2 separate regions of the Rattus norvegicus genome follow, and region 2 is linked to region 1. A link is a contact called in public Hi-C data. All regions are on one chromosome and are shown on one strand. Each heading gives the region's core, a stretch centred on a gene start, on an enhancer-like site or on the middle of the called end of the contact. The rest is flanking DNA. Distances are from core to core; before and after follow the strand shown. Region 1 holds the start of Aldh1a3 (aldehyde dehydrogenase 1 family, member A3). Region 2 overlaps Asb7 (ankyrin repeat and SOCS box-containing 7).

Region 1 (6,211 bases), core at 2,510-5,009:
CTCCCACAAAGCTGCAGCACAGAGGAGACTTGATGAATCATAATTCATAAAATTTGACCAGTAAGAAGTTGCCTGTTCAAATCAATTTGGTCAACATTGGACAATTCCCATACAATGCAGACTCTGCTTCTGTGAGTGCAAGGAAGCATTCACAGTAAATCAAGCTCTGGGCCACCTGTTACCCCATTGATAGTCACCTAATAATTGCACGGCCTTCCCTTTGTCAAAGAACTTCCCTTATTAGAAAAGCTTGGCTTTCTGGGAAGCTTCTCAGAGTGCATACTCATGTCCCTGGATTGGATCAGACTAGCTGAAAGAGATGAGTGATTCCGATAAGGAGATGGGATGGTAAGATCTGCGATGCTAGAGGTCCCCAGAAAGCCCAGTCACCCCTCACAGAAGTTCAGACACCAGACTTGTAAAACGAAGTGTAGGTTCTGTCCGACCTATTATTAATTACGCTTATCACAGATTTCAACATCTCCCACAAGCATGTACGGTATGAAACGGAATTAGGTTTCAATGTGAGGGAAATTATCCAACCTCTCTTTTATCTCGGCTTTCCCTTGATGCGTATTTGTGCGGAGGCCAGAAGTTGACTTCAGATGCCTTCCTCAAGACAGACTCATCATTTCAGCTAGACTGGCCAGCCAGTGAGCTCCAGGAATCTACCAGTTTGCACCCATCTATCTAGTGCTGGAATGCCATGAAGAGAGGTTTTTCACGCAGGTGGAGAGGAGCCAATTCAGGTCCTCATGCTTGTGCAATTGGCACTTTGGTGACTCAGTCTTCCCTCCAGTCCCCAATGCTTTGTAAAAATACTTATTTGTTTGTTTGTTTTGTTTATGTGTGTGAGTACGTTGACCAGATGAGGGTGTCAGATCCCCTGGAACTGAAGTTACTCCAGCTGAGAACCAAACCATCTCTCCACACTACCTCCAACGATGTTTAATTTTTTTATGCTTATCACACAAACAAGCCTTCAATGTGGCCCCATATCACAAGATGCGCCCACCAAGAAGCCAAGCTTCAGACAGCACGCCAACCCTACCGATCCGAATACCAAAACAGTGAAATGAACAGAAAATTGCAGGCTGGGAGTGATACATAAGCCAGGAAGAAGTGAAGGAGAAACATCTGCTGGTAGGAAAACGTGGAGACCAGGCTTGTATACAGCACCCCACAGTTTATCCAGCGTTATCTTTCTTGAGCCTCCCCAAGCACTAGGGAGTGGGAAGGGGGTTACAGGTTCAGAGTTCCAGTGTCAACCTAGGAGCACTCAGCTGGGTCTGAGGCAGAGATGTGGGTCTGAGATAGGGATGTGGGTCTGAGGCAGGGATGTGGGGCGGGAGGCTGAGCCCTCACCAACCACAATGCTCCAGAAACCCCCAAACACCTGGTGAGCCACTGTGCAAAGTACTGAGTCCCTCCTTTGCTCCCTAGGACCATGTCCTTGGGGCCAAGGCCATGAGTGTTCCTAGCAGACACAGCCAAAGAAGAGACAACCCCATTATTTTGTTACCTAATAAAATACTTAGCACCTCAATTACATCAGGTGCCCTGGGGCCACCTTGGGACACAGGTACATCCCTAGGTGAAGAAATGTGACAGAAGACTATTAAGAGAAACCTCTCCTTGCATCCTGCACCACCCGTTCCCTCCGTTCGCCTTTGGCTCCTCCAGGACAGTGAGGTCTAGGACAAGTATCCACCTGCCTCTGTTTACTCACCTGTAAAATGAGAACTTGAGCATCTCAGCTTCTCCCTGTCTGCTGGATGGTGAGCTGAGGGGTGTGGAGGAAGAGACTTCCAGTCAGGACAAGCCCAGAGCCAAGCCCATCCCCCCTGACCTGCTCTTTGGGAACTGCCTACTGCAGGGAACTATCTATGGTTGAGTATTTTGCTCTGACCTCCGGGTCACGTGGAGTTAGTAAGAGGAGGAAGGTGAGCCAGTCTGTCTTCGGCCATTGCCAATGGATCCCAGGCTCTGCAATGAGGCAGCCTGCATTGTCCACTCTGGTCCACCTTAAAAGAAACAGATTCTTACCAAAAGGGGGCAGAGTTCTAATCCCCAAACCCATTTGCCTCCCCCATCAGTCTAACAATTACTTGATAAGTTCAGTGTCCTCTGTACATTTTTGGAGTTTGTATTTTCTTAAAGACCTGTCAAACTGATAACCCAGACAGGATCCTCGGAGGACAGGAGTTCCCATAGGCTTGTGACAACTGCCAGGCTTTGGTCTCTGCACAGAGAAGGGTCCTTTCAGCATTTCAAAAACACTCAGATGGCAGGACTCAGCATCCAGGGGCCCTAGTGTGAGACAGCCTGGATGTTTTCAGTAGACCAAGGTGGGAGTCATAGGACCAGCTACACAGGCAGGGAGCCCAGAAAGAACAGGAAAGATGGAGCAACAGTGACCCTAGTGTCAAAGGCAGATTCTCAGAAGCCTGTCGGTCCTTGCTCATTTGGGGGCCACAGTCCCCCATCCCCATTCTCATCTGCTCAATCCCTAACAGCAGGAAACCTTCCCACTGTCTGAGAGGACAGAGCTCAAATAGGGCCTTTCTGAAGGTTTACTGCTCATTGGTTATCCAAAAGGATTCCTAGTGACGGTGCAGTGAAGAGGAACATGGTGAACAGAAATGGACACTGAGTCCTTAGAACAGACAGAGGGAGCCACCTTACACAGAAGCACATGGCCGAACCTCTCTGAGGACTAAACCCCCTCCTCTGTGGGGAGTTCAAGTCTCACCTACTGATGCAATGACCTTACAGCTGGGTGAGAGGGTTTCCCATTTTTCCCATGAGGCTTAAGTCTAAGTCCTGGGTTGAATAGAGCATTTCCTACGCGACAAAATAAGAGGAGTTGGACATGCTTTCCCACAACCCCTTCTTGGCAGTTCTGAACAACATAAACATTATGAGCTTTTAGTCTGAGAGCAACTAGCTGTAAAGATCTCATGTCTTTTGTTTGGGGGATTTTTTTTCCAGTCTTTTAAACGGAAGTTTAATTTGTGCGTTTCAAAAATTAAAGTAATTGACTCCCTGGGGCTGTGCGTACTTATGAAGGTCACAGGACCAGCAGGCAAAACTCCCAAGTGCTGAGCAAAAGAGCTGTCACTTAGATTTTGCCTGCTGTCCTGGGTGTGAAGGAAGTTCCCAGCCGGCCGGGCTCCGAGTGGACCTCCTCCGCCGGCGGCCCTAGCTTGGGAAGGATGGAGCCTAGGCTTCTGGCAACTAGACCCCAAGTCGAGACAGTCACGCATGGTGGCCACAAAACGCTTAGATCCGGGGAGGCGCAGCGCAGGGTCCCAGAGCGAGCGCTCACTCCCGCCGAAGTTTCAGAGAGCGGCTGCGGTGGCTTGGGACCGCAGGTGCCTCGGACAAAGTCTCGGGATTGCCCTGAGAGAGGCCTGTTACTGTGATCGCTATGAGCCAGCTCCCTGCCCAGACGGGTGTCCGACCCTTGCGAATTCCTGCCCCCTCTAAGCTTGCTGTAGGACAGCCTTCAGGGCTGTGGAAGCCCGCGGTGTGGCCACCCGGCGATGCGCAGAGCTATCTGGCCGCCGCTTAGGTCGGGCTGGGACCGTCCGGCTCCCACTGGGGCAGGGACAGCGGGAGGGGTGGCTGCGGCGGCCCGGTCCCCTCCTCCTCTCCCGCGCCCGCCCTCCCTTCCTCCGTCCTGCAGCCAATTAGGCGGCCCCCTTGGGCGGGAGGCGTGGGGCGCTGCATAAAGGCGCGGAGCTGTCACCCTGAGCAGGCTGCGCACCGCCCAGGCCGAGCCGGTGCGTCGGGGACACGGACCAGGGAGTGCGAACCAGTCATGGCCACCACCAACGGGGCTGTGGAAAACGGACAGCCTGATGGGAAACCGCCTGCCTTGCCGCGCCCCATCCGCAACTTGGAGGTCAAGTTCACTAAGGTGAGCAGGGCTACCCTTGGACTCGACGGCCTCAGATTCCTGCACGGAGCAGCTTGGTAGGGAGGAGAGCAGAGGACCAGGAGCCAACACTGCTGGGAGTCCGCAGGGAGCTGCCCACACCTGAGCGTCTCTGGTGCAAGTCCGCTCCTTGGAAACTGCACTTTTTTGAGGGGCACCCAGAGTGGGAACCCCAGCTTCTGGCTGGGTGAGCTAAACCTCAAAGCCTGAGGAGCAGGAATGAGGCAGTGCAGAGCCCAAGGTGCAGAGTTGCAGCCTGCAGAGACCCCGGTGTGTCCCGGCCACCGCCCACTTTGAGTGCTGGTGCTTTTGGCGAATGAGCATAGGGTGACTTCTTGGTAGAGGGCTTTCTGGGCTTTAGGATCTGGGTTGGGGGTGCCAGGGTCGAGGGGAGCTAAAGATACCTGAGGACTCCACAATGAGTTTCGAGTCTGAGCCACACCAGGAACTGTAGCTGGTAAGTAGGTCTTCCTGGGCAATGAGAGAAGGGTCCGGTACCTTCCCTGTGTTCTGTCTGAACCCAACTTACCAGAAGAGCTGGGGAGGAAAGATGGAACGTCACTGATCAAGGACTCTAGATCTGGGCCCAGGGAAACCACTGCTGGTTGAACAAGGCCACAGGCAGTGACCAGGCCTAATTCTTGCTCTTTCCGGGGAGGCTGGCACTGGCAGAGTGGTGAGATCTGAACTGCAGGGTGTCCCTGAGCTGCAGGGACAATGGTGATGTCTGGCAGCAGAGAAAGCTCAGGGAGGAAGAACAACTCTAAAAGGGATGCGCTGCTCTGCCTGCTAGGTGTGTACAGCGTCTGAGGGACCGCAGATCTCTCAGGTCTGGAAACTTCAACCCCTCTTATTTTTCCCATTTTGTCCACGGATCTCAACTCCGGCTGACATAATGCTTAGAAACCGCTTTCATCCATTTTATTTTCAAAAGTAGCAATTATCCCTCTCGCGTAATTTTAATCAAAAGGTGAAAGTGGCAGGTCGCTATGTGTGGGCTTCAGATTCTGTTCTGTTGGGACTTGGTCCCCGAAGTCGGCCATGCCGACATATAAATTGCATGACATTTACACGAACTGTTTTACCAAGGAAGGCTCTGTAATCAAGAGAGGCACAGCCCCAGGAGGACTGAAAGTTGTTTTTTTTTTTTTTTTTTTTTTTAAATATAGTTTCCTTAACCGTGTAAGCTTCAGAAGGAGAATTCCAGCATCGGGGCTGGGAACCGAGCGAATAATGGCTTCATTTTTCAGACCTCACTGTGATGATCCGCTCTTGTTCTGGTAGTGGCTGCTCTCTTTTGTTTTTACAGTTCTATAAAAACACCACAGCAGACAGAAAGTGAACAGGATTGCCTCTTCGCTTAGTATCTTACTGAATCCTCCCACAACTGTCGGCCACAGAGCAGGAAAAGTTTGCCTCTTAGGCGATTCCCTGGAACACTTTAAAATTTAAAGATGCAGCCTTTATGGAAGAGGATTCTGGGAGGTTGTCAGAGGAGTCATTGGTTCTGACAGAGCCCCCTGCCTTTTGAGGGTTGAAGGTCCAGGGGTGTCTGACAGAGACTGGGGAAAGAAAGTGAGATGCAGGGAACCGAGGGCTGCAAGCCTTGGGACGTTCCAGGAGATACAGCTGCCTGATGTCCTGCTACACCTTTCATCCCTTTACTGGTTCCAACCTGCTCCCTCTTGGCTTCTCGTGCACCTCTGCAGAGACCTCTAATAACAATGAAAAAGTCAAGGTGAACCTTGTACCATCAGGGTGGCCTGAGCTAAGGAAGGAAGGCAAAGATGTGGAAGAGCAGATCCAGACCCAGCACCAACAGTGGGCTGTGAGCATGTGAACCAGCAGAAGTGTGCAGTTTCCCTGACTCGCCGTGCTTCTCCAACATGGAAGGCTGCTTTGAGCTCAGGCAATGGCAGGGTGACTTACCAGCTTCCAGAAGGATGATTGTATCAAAGCTCCTTCAGTTGTACTCGAACTTTCACACTGGGCACAGGGTCATGTGGGTGATTCTGGTGAGGAGAGGGAGGGTCTTCTGGGGTTTCCCATGCTGATCTTAGAGGATGGCAGGCTCTTCTACTTTAGGGACCCGCTTTCTTTATAAAGTCTCTTCCAGAGGTCCTCTGTCAAGGTTTCTAATTCATCAAAATACAAAATGTTACCATCTCTTTTATGAAAAATAAAATTCCCCCAAATCTCCCGAAAACATAGCCACTTTGAATTTAGCTGAGTCCAGTGGAAGTTACTGGAAATAATGCTAGCAGGGTTCTC
Region 2 (6,354 bases), core at 1,747-4,246, 220 kb before region 1:
GAATAATTCAGAAATATGATAAAATGAGTTTCAGCAAAGGCAGGGTAAATCATTGAAAAAATATTTCTTTGTGTTTGTCTAAGCAGAGGGGATAGTGTGTGTGTGTGTGTGTGTGTGTGTGTGTGTGTGTGTGTGTGTGTGTGTGTGTACACGTAGTGATCTGCAGACACCTTAGTTCCTTAGGTGTCCATTTTCTTCTTTCTCACTGAAATCTAGGACTAGAACTCAGGTTATCGTATTCTCTTGTTAAGCACGTTTACCTGTCCATTGTCCCCATGCTCCCTAATTTGTAAAGAAAGTATTTTAGCAAACAGGTAGATAGCCATATGGCAAATGATGAACCTTGATCTTACTTTATACCATATACAAGTATTAACTACTAGTAGATCATTGACCTATGTTTATGGGTTTAAAGTACAGAATATCTAGATAAAGTACAGAATATCTAGAATATCTAGAAGAAATGAAAACTTGTAGTGTTGTGTTGGGCAAAGTTTTCTTTAGCAAAGCAGAAATCTAGGAAATGCTTAAAAAAAGAAAGTGAATTTGATGAAATCAAGGAGAGCCAAGTGTAGATCAGTGGTAGGGTGCTTGTCTGTGTTCAGTCTCCAGCATTGCAAAGATAAATCCATGAATAAGCATCCTTTACTTGGCCCATGTGCAGAATATGCAAACCTTTATAACTCCATAGAAGGACGTCCCAGCGGAAATGAGTAGACACTGACAGATAATCCACAGGAAAGCGTACAAGTAGGCCAGCTCTCTAGATCCCTGAAATGTGAATTGACGGCACACAGCTCATCATTTACCCTTTTAATGGGCAAACTTAAAAGTGGTCCTGATGCCATGGAGCCTCGCTGGCAAGGACAGTGGCAGGGTAGCCACCGACAGCAGGCTGCACAGCGGCTTCTTGACATCAGAGTCCACCATTCCCTTCTGTTATGAAGAAGAGACATGGCTGATAGCATTGCTCCCAGAGCCTCCCATCGCAAATAAGGCAGTCCTGCTCAGAAGCATGTGCTAAGTGGATTAGCCAGTCTCACTTCCGCAGGTGACCCCTTTCTAGAGAAAGCCTACAAACCCAAAGTTTTGTCCTTGATCTGCCTTGTTCCCAGAATCTAGGTAGGAAGTTGGTTGTAAAAGGCATGGGGAAAGATCTGCCTTGTTCCCAGAATCTAGGTAGGAAGTTGGTTGTAAAAGGCATGGGGAAAATTTGAGAGGACAAAAGTGTTGTGAATGTTGAGTGCTTTTAGTTAATGTGGCCGTGTGAATTCTTGGAGCTCATCAACCTGTGCCCTTGATACACAAATCTCACTTCCAGTTGCTAAAGCTTTTAGAGAACATCTCGGGCAGCTCAGTGATGTGTCTCTGTTTTTTAAACACAGTCTGTTTCCATGTTTACATTACAATGTTACCTACCATTTGTTAAAATGGGTCTCTTTGGTGGGCGGAGTATCTGGCAAGGAGGAGGAGAAGCTTGTTGGGGTTGATTATTTTAGGCAGAGCACTCAGAAATCTCACTGATAAAGACAAATTGCAATAAACTTCAGGAAATGCAGTTAAGCGGTTTTTGTACGTGCGTTAAGCATTTCTCACAAACCACTGTCCTGCAGACTTTGTTGGTGCTGCAAGTGAGCTCTCACTGCATCGCACTGACTGATCTGAAGTGCATTTTCTTTGCACCCTCACATGCCCTGTTTCATGTTGTCACCTTTTCCTGGGGACAGCGGCTATAGTTTTTATGCATTATTACCCTCTAGTTCTTGCTTCTGTCCTTTGTTCACAGGATGCAGTTGGTTGGTTCATTTGAGTGATTTGTGCAGAGATGAGTCAGGCTACTGTTCTGTGTGAGAATCTGTGTCTTCTTACTTCAGTGTAGCACTAGAATGTGAGCGGAGCCTTACACATGCAGTGAACATTAAATGTGCAACACTTCGTTACAGCTCTGCAGCTTGACTTGTCCACTAGAATGACTGCAGTGTGTGGGTGAGGGTATTGCACCTTCAAAGGTGGGAGGGAGGGGTTCCCAAGATCGCTGAAGGATCAAGAGGGATTATCTGGAAATATGTGGCCAGATACAGCTTAAAGACAGCGTTTTTTCATTGTGGGGTGTGTGTGGGGGGGCCGGGGGGGGGATATGGATTTATGTATATGCATGCAATCCCTGCTGAGACCAGAAGAGGGCGTTGCTTCCCCTGAAGCTGAAGAAGCTAGTGGTTATGAGATGTCTGATATGAGTGCTGGGAACTGGGTCCAGGTTCTCCGATAGAGCAGCAACAGCTCTTGACCACTGAGCCATCTCTCCAGCAGTCACTTCATCTAGATAACAGCAGGGTCTATCTAAAAGACCCATCAGTTTGGTCTGAGATCTCTGGCTTGTAGTGAAAGATGACTAGTGCATGACCACACTCTTCCAGTAGATGGCAGCAGAGTGCTTTGCATCAGGGTTCTAGCTTGCCTGTTGCATAGCCCTAGGTACTGAATATCCTTTAGTTAAAGCCATGCATTGCTGGGGCCTTCTTTTTTGTTGTTGTTGGGTGGTTGTTATCTGTCACTTTGTGTCAGATATTACGAGGAGCTAAAGTAATAGTTTACTTGTACAGGTTCTGTTTGCTAACAACTCTTTAACTGTAGTTTTCATCCACTGCGGTGTTATTAATATTTCAGCATATCATTTTCTGCCTCACAGCCTCTTGTAAGAGAATCCAGCTGTTGTAGTCTGGAACTAAATAATACGATCTTATTAAATAGTACATAAATATTTAACCACATAGCTTTGGAGTCGTTTCGTGCCTGTGAGAAACATCCACGGATATGTGAATAAGAGCTGAGTTGCGTAAGGAGCATTTTAATGCTTGTCACTGGGCCCACCTGGGTGTTCTCCCTCAACTGCTTTATGCGCTTCCAGAACACGGATCCACTATGTGGGGGAGGCAGTTCTTGTCTCTGCTCCACCTACAGCGCAGGGATATCAGTGGGATGTGAGCCACAAAGTGCTGACCTTTGGCACCGTGGAAAAGCCAGAGTAGGTGGCAAAGGTCTGTAGCTCAAAGAGTCACTGAGCAGATGATTCCTATGAAGTTTTCTTCCAAGGGATCTGTTAATTTAGGAGTCTTTAAAACTTACTTTTTAAAGCAATGTTTATATTGTACTGAGGTTTCTTCCATTTTTTTTCAAATAAAGTTCTTGCTGTTACGCCGCAGGACCACCTGTAACTGAGCTCAGTCCCGTGGTACTCACAAGCATGCTGTATCATGCCGTGCCACTCAGCATGGGTCTCACCTGCTGCTTTCATGGAGCATAGGGCGCCTTCATTCTTTGCCTTCACCCACCCCAACCCCTATGAAATTTTAGAACAAGTCCAGCTGAACACAGGGTACTGCAATTCAGAGCAGCAGTGTTGCTGCACACGCTCCCTTTAGGGCAAGAAGTAGCACAAGGGAAAGGCATGAAAATAGCTGGAGACAAAGGGGCCGTGAATCAGGCCCCAATCAGAGGCTGAACAGTCGCAGGCTGGCCAGCAGGAGGGTGAGGTGCTGCAGGGTCTATCTTTAAACAGTGTTGGTCATCTCCCTCCTCCTCCCGTTGACTTAGGCCTGATAGTTTCTACTAGAGTGTGCTTTCCACCGGAGCCTGGGGAGGCCTTAGCATCACTCATTGCACTTAACCCTTCACAGTCTGTGATAACTGGCTCAGCCTGAGAACTCTGTCCTCATAGAGTTGCTCTGTCTCCACAGCCACTGATGTTTTCATTTTGATTTAACTCTAGCTGATCCCACGGTTAAGGATTTAATCGGAGGCTTCACCGCTCTGCACTACGCAGCCATGCACGGCCGGGCCCGGATCGCACGCCTGATGCTGGAGTCTGAATACAGGAGTGACATTATTAATGCAAAAAGCAATGATGGCTGGACTCCCCTCCATGTGGCTGCCCACTACGGTAGGGACTCATTTGTCCGGCTCCTCCTGGAGTTCAAGGCCGAGGTCGACCCGCTCAGTGATAAAGGAACAACGCCACTTCAGCTTGCTATCATCCGAGAGAGGTCGAGCTGTGTGAGAATCCTTCTGGACCACAGTGCCAACATCGACATCCAGAATGGGTTCCTGCTGCGCTACGCTGTGATCAAAAGCAACCATTCTTACTGCCGCATGTTTCTTCAGAGAGGAGCAGACACAAACTTGGGGCGCCTAGAAGACGGACAGACTCCTTTACACTTGTCTGCCCTCCGTGATGACGTGCTCTGCGCACGGATGCTGTATAACTATGGAGCGGACACGAACACAAGGAACTATGAAGGTCAGACCCCACTGGCCGTTTCCATAAGTATTTCAGGAAGTAGTCGGCCGTGTTTGGATTTCTTACAAGACGTCACAAGTATGTAACACCTACTGCTATTATTGCATCTTTCCCCTTAACCCGCGCCTTCTGAGTTGCTTGACATACTTTTGTAATATGAGATGACTAGAAGCTAGCCATTCTTATCAGTCCTGCTTGGTAAGTAAGACTCACCTATCCAAAACCCTGTTGGTTTACTAAAAGTGGACGGTAAAGTTCAGGGTCAAGACAGACACTGTTTTCAGAGTGAATGGAGCTGAATGTTAGAATAAGGTGGTTCCCTCTGGTCTGAGTGATATCCTGGCTGAGACAGCAGGCTCAGATGGAGAATTAGAAGGGTGGGGTCTCAGATTGCTTAGCTATGGGGACAATTTTGCACTTCCTTACTAAGTTCTACATGAAAGCAGGGCCACTCTGGATTGTTTAGAGGCCCCAGTAAGAGAGGCGAAGGAAGATGTGTGAAAACACTAGGACCTAGGCCACAGGTCCCCAGGCCACACGGCTTACATCAGCGTCTGCCCAGCTTCTGAGAGACCCTTCATTTACACCTTCAAGTGTCTAACTCGTCTAACTCAGCAGCAGCTGGTGGCCACATCGTTTTCTGAGGGAGGTGTTAGCTTGCGTGGGCTTTGCTGCCTTCTCTTATCTGGCTTCCCTGCGAGCTCAGTGTATGTATCACAGGTAAATGTGTGAGGCAGAGGTGACGTCTGTAAGCACCTTTGATTAACTCTGCTGTGCTGGTCAGAGTCTCAATGCCTTTCCCCATATGATCTTGATTACAGAAGGAAGGCTGGCCTCTAATTATCATTTATAAGAGGCCAGTTTTAGTTTTAAGTTTTTAAAAAGCCACGGAGTGGAGCAAGTAAGCATGTCCCAGAAGACATGGAGGTGTGTGAAGTGACCGGGCAGTATGGCAGTGAGGACACACAGCCCTAGGCCCTGAAGAGAGGAACTGCCCCTCCCCTAGGCCAGGCTAGAGCAAGGGAGAGTGGGACAATTTGTCTATGTGCCCACATGGACATAATTACAGAGCCGGGAGGGAGGGTCTGGGGTGCTTGGGTTTTTGGGGTTGCATTATAGCTGATGGGGAAAGCAAATTCTGAAAATGCTTTCCTAAACCAAAAGAGGAACTTATTTATACAGATGGAAGGGAGCAGAAGAAATATTGTTGAAAGAGTACAATTATATAACTGTAAATATTCAAAGTGTAGCGCAACCTGAGGTTAGGGTTAACTGATAAAGGAGCCCACGAGAGGAGCTAGTTATGATTTAGCTGAGGGTTTCGTTCTCAGTCTTCCTTCACCACAGTATAAAGCTGTGTAGGTGACCTAAGTACAGACCAAAGAGTTATTAGAATATGGGGTGTTTTTAGAATGTATTTATTTTACTCAGTGTGTTTGGGTATTTTGCCTGCCTATACGTCTGTGTACCATGTGTGTATAGAATCCAACAAGGCCAGAAGGCACTGGGTCCTCTGGAACTAGAGCTCCTGGGGTTGTTAGCTGTCTCCTGGATGTCAGGAGAACCCAGGTCTTCTGTGAGAGCGGTGCTGCTGAGCCGGCCCTCGGAATGCAAAATCTTCCCAAAAGACAGAAATTCTACGAGAGAGCATAACCTCAGGTAGTGACTGACAGGAACTTTGATATTAAAAAGATGAGATTTTTATGACTTCATGCCTGGGATTTTATTACAGAGAAATTGTAGTTTGGGACAATGGCCCATCTAGAAATCCACCAGCTTGGAGTATAGACTAGATGACTGGGTCAGGCGGCCCCTCTGATGCCCCAGCCACTTCTTGGAAAGGGCCGTTAGCTAAGTGTGGTGGTACACACCTCACTGAGACAAGAGGATTTGGGGTTCAAAGCCAGGCAGGCTGTGTAGGAATGGGCCACAGTCACAAGTCCCTGTCTCTAAAATACAAAATAAATAGAGTTGGTGACCTGCAGTTGCTTGTGCTTACAGTATGGAAACCAGCTAGAGTACAGCACCTGAAAGGGACGGCCTCTGCGTGTGGTTGG

Evidence for each region. A called contact is a pair of places that touch in the nucleus more often than the background predicts.
Region 2: a contact with region 1 is called in a Hi-C map of liver, with 5 times the contacts expected there. The contact joins the enhancer-like site here to the promoter of Aldh1a3 in region 1. A contact is called at or near these places in 12 of 12 Hi-C or Micro-C datasets (the A7r5 cell line, the Rat2 cell line, Schwann cells and 7 more) and 1 of 1 datasets of contacts at active chromatin or transcription factors (oligodendrocytes).

What each region holds. Positions count from the first base shown.
Region 1 is chr1:129,425,191-129,431,401 of GRCr8, reverse strand. Aldh1a3 (aldehyde dehydrogenase 1 family, member A3) reads left to right here and starts at 3,759. Exons shown (of 13, transcript NM_153300.2): 1 at 3,759-3,922. The coding sequence starts at 3,824.
Region 2 is chr1:129,645,868-129,652,221 of GRCr8, reverse strand. It overlaps Asb7 (ankyrin repeat and SOCS box-containing 7), which reads left to right. Exons shown (of 6, transcript NM_001108915.2): 5 at 3,770-4,375. Among named protein-coding and RNA genes, the nearest start is that of Asb7, 28 kb to the left of the region's middle. Within about 2 kb of position 2,996, at least 4 of the 93 cell types and tissues checked have an H3K27ac peak or open chromatin away from gene starts, as enhancers often do. A contact at or near this core is called in liver, where this site is marked.